Linked DNA regions of Mus musculus: region 2 is linked to region 1. A link is a contact called in public promoter capture Hi-C data. All regions are on one chromosome and are shown on one strand. The core of a region is the stretch at or near the end of the contact, and the rest is flanking DNA. Distances in the headings are between cores, read along the strand shown. Region 1 holds the start of Dad1 (defender against cell death 1). Region 2 holds the start of Parp4 (poly (ADP-ribose) polymerase family, member 4).

What was found. Capture Hi-C pulls out chosen DNA fragments and counts their contacts.
Region 2: a contact with region 1 is called in a promoter capture Hi-C map of liver, with 2.7 times the contacts expected there. The contact joins the promoter of Parp4 here to the promoter of Dad1 in region 1. A contact is called at or near these places in 4 of 39 promoter capture datasets (hippocampal neurons, liver and pre-B cells) and 2 of 9 other capture datasets (adipose tissue and liver).

What each region holds. Positions count from the first base shown.
Region 1 is chr14:54,251,975-54,255,402 of GRCm38.p6, reverse strand. It overlaps Dad1 (defender against cell death 1), which reads left to right and starts at 1,474. Exons shown (of 3, transcript NM_001113358.1): 1 at 1,474-1,771. The coding sequence starts at 1,561. It also overlaps a transcript of Abhd4 not described here.
Region 2 is chr14:56,574,085-56,577,099 of GRCm38.p6, reverse strand. It overlaps Parp4 (poly (ADP-ribose) polymerase family, member 4), which reads right to left and starts at 1,481. Exons shown (of 35, transcript NM_001145978.2): 1 at 1,370-1,481. It also overlaps a transcript of Cenpj not described here.

The sequences.
Region 1 (3,428 bases), core at 225-2,724:
ATCAAAGGCTAAGACACTTCTGGAAGGTGCTGGGATGATGGCACAGGAACTTCTGGAAGAATTCATTACTGGATAATTAGAAACAGCCAGTTAGCCCATTTGGCCTTAAGTTGACGACCAGAGGAATCTGTTCTACTTGTGCTGAGACAGGGAGAAGGGTTCAATTGCAGATGCATTTCATATTATGTGGAGTAGGAACCCGTCTGGTTATCCTTCCACATCCCACCCACTCTACAGTAACACAAGAGCACAGAGGCTACATTTCTAGGAGTGCAAACTTCTCTCTTGTGAATATGGATTTACCTCTTTTAACAGACTAAGGCTTTCCAAAGACACGAGTGATTCACTGGAACCTGGGCAGGGCTATTTACGTCTTATTGGATTGTGGCGCTAAGTGTTTCCGGGCTAAATACAGATAACAAGCGACAGTAGTTCAGTTGCGGGTTTAGAAATGCTGCTCAACTAGTTAGGCAGGGCAGTTGGAAGTGTCTTAAACGCTGAAATGAAGTACCGGATTCTATGCGGGTAGACTTTTTAACTGAAAGATGAGATACTAGGTTTAGAAGGTCGGGTTATTGTGAACTTGTAATGGCAGTGCAAACCAGAAGGCAGAACTTAAGTTTTCTTCAGCTAAAACGCTAAAAAGCAGTTAATTGTACTTGTTAAAACCTCAAACTTTCAATTCTTTTTCTATAAAATGATTCAGAGGATCAGGTTGAAACAAATATGCTCTTTGGAGCCATTCAAGGAATATTATAACAATACCTGTTGTACAATGTCAGTTTGCTGCTGATCCTGACCCTTCACTCTACGCACAAGTGACTATCTCTCTTTTTAGACAGTGACTGATTAACCTAAAAATTCCTACAATATAACTACAGCTATTGGACCTCCTTGGTACTCAACGAGCGTTTGTTGAATGAATGAATACCTGCTGGCTTAGGTTCTTCGTGGGGCCCAGATTCAGCCTTCCAGTTCAGGATCCTGTAGAGGTCAACCCTCTCCCGCCAGTGTAAACCGGCGCTTGGCCCGTATAAGCATAGTTCTCACTGCGGAGGAACTTGACCTGCTCTAATGATCGGTCATAGGCATCTGAAGATAGAGCTTTTAAGAGAATTAGGGCCAGGCAGGTTAAGTCCCTGGACCGCCAGCTTGGTCTCTAAGCAGATTCCCAAGCTAGACCACTGAGGGGGATCAAAGAGAGCCGGAACTCTCTGGGAAGCGTCTCTGTCCGCTGTTAAACCTCTCCCCTTGTTCCGGTCACAAATCTCGTCGCCAGAGCAACAGAGGGCGTCAACAAACGCAGGGCGGAAATAAGGCTATAGTACACGTCTCCAGAGGGGGAGATAGGCCCTGCGCAGGAGCATTAATTTATTTCCGTTTGTAGTTCTCAGTCTGGGTATGCAGCCTGTGTCTGCGCATTAATTGTGACGCACCAAGGCTGGCCTTTACGCCGGAGCCAATTGGCCCGCCGGTGTGGGCGTGGCTAGGGCCCGCTAACGCGCACGCGCGAGCCACATCGTCTGTGGTCGTCCGGTATCCGAAGTCCCCGTGTTCGTCATGTCGGCGTCTGTGGTGTCCGTCATCTCCCGGTTCCTGGAGGAGTACTTGAGCTCCACTCCGCAGCGGCTGAAGTTGCTGGACGCCTATCTCCTTTATATACTGCTGACCGGGGCGCTGCAGTTCGGCTACTGTCTCCTCGTGGGCACCTTCCCCTTCAACTCTTTCCTCTCTGGCTTCATCTCTTGTGTGGGCAGCTTCATCCTAGCGGGTAATGATTCTGTATCCTGGTCATAATGTCCCACTTTGGCGCGCAGCTTCGTCCTCACGGTACCCTTTGGTAGTTTGTAGAAGGCCGTCGTCTGTGAAGTCACGCTTACTTCTTGGGATCCAGGAAGCAGGCTCAGAAATGTCACGTTTCTAATGCCTAACAGGAGTTGAAACTGAATATGTAAAGAAATAGTCTTCTGGTGTTCGTCGCAATTAATACTTCTCTAAGGAAAAATATCCTACCTTGATGAAACTTTAACACAAATTTAAAGTTGGTAGAGCTTTAAATTAAAATGCCAAGCTGAGACATTTCTATCACTTTGGCCTAATCCCTACTTCATCTAGGAGAAGACTTTGGTGATAGTATAGGAATATAAATATTAGTGACTGCTTGTGAGGAGGCAACCCAATTGATGCTGGCTTTTTAGTTGCCCCTACTTATTTCTGTGCATAATTTATGTGCTTTTTCTCTTTACCCTCAACTCAATTTTTATTCACACAATTGTGTATTAGCTCTTCTTTCTTCTACACATTTAATAACCTTACAGACTTCCAGGTTTAATGAGGATTGCCGCCATGGATTTCATCTGAAGTCTGACTTTTCTTGCCCCATGGAACTGAGAGAATACTGGGAACAGGTTTGGCTTAGGAATGTTACTACCAAATGTATCATGGTCAGTCAGCAGTGTTTTGGGGGTTTATTAGCAATTGTTTTCCTCAGTGAATTACAGCTGGTTTGGGCAGAGACAAAATATAGCATTGGACTTGTCTGGAGACTTGATTTAGTGTCTTAACATAAACCTCACGTCACATGTACACATTCACATTGCTAGGTCAGGCCCACTGGGAACAATTTTACTTTTCAGAACTTAAATAGGCCCCAGCCGACTTGTGCCCCAGTCAGAGCTAGAGCTGCAAAGTCAGCTTATTCAGTGGTCATCATAGTGTCTTTGGTTTTTGGTCCAGTTTCTGGAGGCTACACCCTAACCATCAGGATATGTTAGCACCATTAGCCAGGTCTGACAAACCTCTCTACTGTGCCCAGTACTGTTCCCGACAGAGAACAGTAAGAGGCTGAGAACCTCTTACTTATTTAGCCTCTGGTTATGGAAGTGTAGGAACAGAGTGGGGCTAACAGCTGATTTAAGTAAGGTCTCTCCTGTTGAAGCCACCCATCTTCACAAGCCTCTGAGTTAAGTCCTGACTTACCAGAACTACATAGAAAAAAAGTGATTTGCTGGAAAGTTAGGTTAGTGCGCTCACACTCTCTCTTTCATCCCATCTGTCTTTCTTTTTTTTTTTTTTTTGGTAGATGACTTTTGCTTTTTTTTTTTTCTTTTAAAGATTTATTTACTTATGTGAGTACATTGTAGCTGTCTTCAGACATAGCAGAGGAGTGCAGAAGATCTTATTACAGATGGTTGTGAGCCACCATGTGGTTGCTGGGAATTGAACTCAGGACCTCTGGAAGAGCAGTCAGTGCTCTTAACCACTGAGCCATCTCTCCAGCCCCAGCCCCAGCTTTTGCTTTTTTTTTTTTTTAATGTTCTTTTAAAAGTATTTTTGTGAGCATCTTTGTGTGCATATAATGTATTGTAAAGTGTCATTATGTGTCAGTGTGCATGTGTGTGTATATGGAGGTTAAAGAGCAGAAGTAT
Region 2 (3,015 bases), core at 232-2,731, 2.3 Mb before region 1:
TTCACTGAACCAAATACAAACGTGTCAAAAAGACCTGAAGGGAAAAAAGTCATTTCCAATAGCTTTTAAATATCAAACTCGAGCCTGGTGGTGGTGGTGGTGGTGGTGGTGGTGGTGCACGCCTTTGGTTCCAGCACTCAGGAGGCAGAGGCAAGCTGATCTCTGAGCTTGAGGCCAGCCTGGTCTATAGAAAAAGTTCTTGAGCAGCCAGGACTATACAGAGAAGCCCTGTCTCGAAAAAACAAAACAAAACAAAAAACTGCACAGTGGAGAGAGAAGGCTGCCTCGCTAGGGAGTGAACACCCACGTTTCTTCCTTTCAGCGTGTCGTAGGGGAGCCCATCACAAGCCGTCTTCCTATTGGCTGCCCTGAGACAGATCCCAGCTTTGATCCTGTTGTTACTCTTCCTTACCTCATCTCACTGCTTACAGTCAAACATGAAAGTCAGGGCATGAACCCCTGACAGGAACGTGGAAGCCGGTGGTTCTCAATCTTGACCCCTTTGACAGTGGGTTTAAGACTATAGGAAACACAGATATTTTTACTTACTATTCATAACAGTAGCACAATTTAAGGAACTGACTGGATTAAAGGCTGTGATTGGCATGTAAAGTGAGTAGATTAATTAGTGGTCAAGGAAGAACGCAGTTTACTGGCTTGCTTTCTGTTTCTGCTCACCTCATACAATCCAGGACCACCTGCCCAGAAGCGGTGCCTACAGTGGGCTAAGCTCTCTTCCTTCAGTTAGCAATCAAGAAAATGCTCTGCAGACACACCCCAGAGGTCAATTTGACGGAGGCGATTTCTCAATTGAGGTTCATTTTTTTCCAGGTGCGTCAATTTAACAACCAAGAATAGCCATAGCACCGGAAGTACCTTTAGTAGGACAGAGGCATAAATCCAACCTAAGGACAAATCTACGTGGGGCGGATTTCCTGGCCTTCCCCTTTTTCATTAACATAAATTGTAACTGCCATAGGTAAGGCCTAGACAGACTAAGAATTTCTCTATTCCCAGTCTTGGCTAAAACTGCAAATTAACTCACCCCATCTTTTTTACTTATTTTTTGTCTTAATAGGACCCGGAGCTTAGTCAGATTCGGCTAAATTTCAACTCCAGACCTCAATGAGTTATTTTCTTCTACCAAAAGTTTCCTCAACTTTCAGAAAGTAAAGAAATGTTGCGTTCTGTTGCAGTTATTTTCCCAAAACAGCAGTGGGTCTGATGGCGCAGTCAACATTGACCTCCCCTCCCCTGGCACTCCCCTCCTAGGGCCGCTGACCCTGAGCCAGGCCTCAGAAGGTCAAGACCACCAGAGACTACCGGGGACCCTCGGGCTGTCAGACAGCCTCCTGGGGTACCCACGCACCTGCTCGGAGATCCCGCCTGGCCCTTCCTGGTGTCGGATGGTCCCCTCCTCCGTGCTCCGCAGCCAGCGTTCCAGCCTTGGTGCTTCCGCTCCAGGCGCAGCCGGGTTAGGTGGGGCGCGGCGGGGCGGGACCGTGGCTGCGGCTCCTGAACACCGGACCTACGCCCCTTAGAGGGATGTCCTGCGACTGTCCAGCTGGGGAGAAGGCGTGGCCTCAGCTTTCCAGATCAGCCTAGCGTTCAGGACTTTCACTTTCTTTTTCAGAGTGTAAATTGCCAGTAGGAGTAAACCCAAAATTCGAATCTGGGAGACTTGATGGATGGGGACTTTTGACAGAGAAATGATTACGGATTGGGGTTAAATAGGGTGCTGGAATCCCAGGGCAGGTAAGAAACAAATTTCCCAAAGGGGCATCAGAGAGAATTTAGGACTGAAGAGCTAGGTCATTGGTAGAAAGCTTGGCTAACATTTGTGGGCCCCTGGGTTCGATTTTCAGCAGCAACAGTGGAAGAAAATGAGAACTTCTGAGTTTGAAGCGCACAATAGCATCCATCACTAATTGGAGACGCTCAAACGATGGGTCTAGGGCTAGACAGCTCAGCTGGTTATTTGCTTCACATGTGTGGGCCCTGGGCGCTAGAATCAGAAATGTACTGAGTAGGGACTGATTTAGAAATAATTCCATTAATAATTTCAGAATATGATGAATGAAACGAGACTATAAGGTCTAGACTAGAGAATTGAATGTAAAAGGTGAATTTTGGTGACATGATTTATTGGGTGCTGTCCTCAGGTGCCAAATGATCTGGAACTTATTATGTGTACTAGGCTAGGTAGCCAGTGAGCACTAAGGATCTACCAGTCTCTTCCTCCCAGCACTGGGGTTACAAGCACATACCATTATGTGTGGCTTTATATGTATATTATATGGCTTTATATATAGTATATATAATATACTATATTTGTTTGCATGCATACACATATGTGTGCTTATGATTTCTCTTCTTCTTTGACATGACTGGGTATAGGACTCATGTCATCAGGCTTGTAGGGCAAATACTTTACCCACTGAGCCACCTAGCCAGCTTCCAGCTTTTTCCTTTTTAAAATGGTGGGGGGGTGTGTTACACTCCGGTCTTTATGCTTACCAGGCAAGCACTCTAGGGACTGAGCCACCTCCCCCTCCCTAGAAACGTCTTTACTGGACTGAGGATATGCTTCAGCAGGTTAAAGTGCTGTGTGAAGCCCTGGGTTCAGTCCCTAATACTGTATTAAAAACAGGGTTGGTGGTATATGTGTGTAGTCCCTACAGACTGGAGGTACAGACAGGAGGATCAGAAGTCAAAGATCTTTAGTGAGTTCTTAAAAAGCAAAGCAGAAAAGGAGACATTTTTACTGTACTACTAGTTTCTTGTCTTATTGCTCTGATAGAAGCAGCTTTTGGAAGGAGAGGGTGTGCTGGCTTACAGTCCTAGGGTGTACAGTCTTTCATGGCAGGGAAGGTCTGACTGCAGGAGCAGGAGGTGTCTGATCGCATCTTGCCCACAGTCAGAGGGTAATAAGTGAAATGATGAGTATTGTCTGCTTTCCCTTTAATTCCATTCAGGTCCTTAGCCCATGGGATGATGCCACTCATGGTTTTGGCA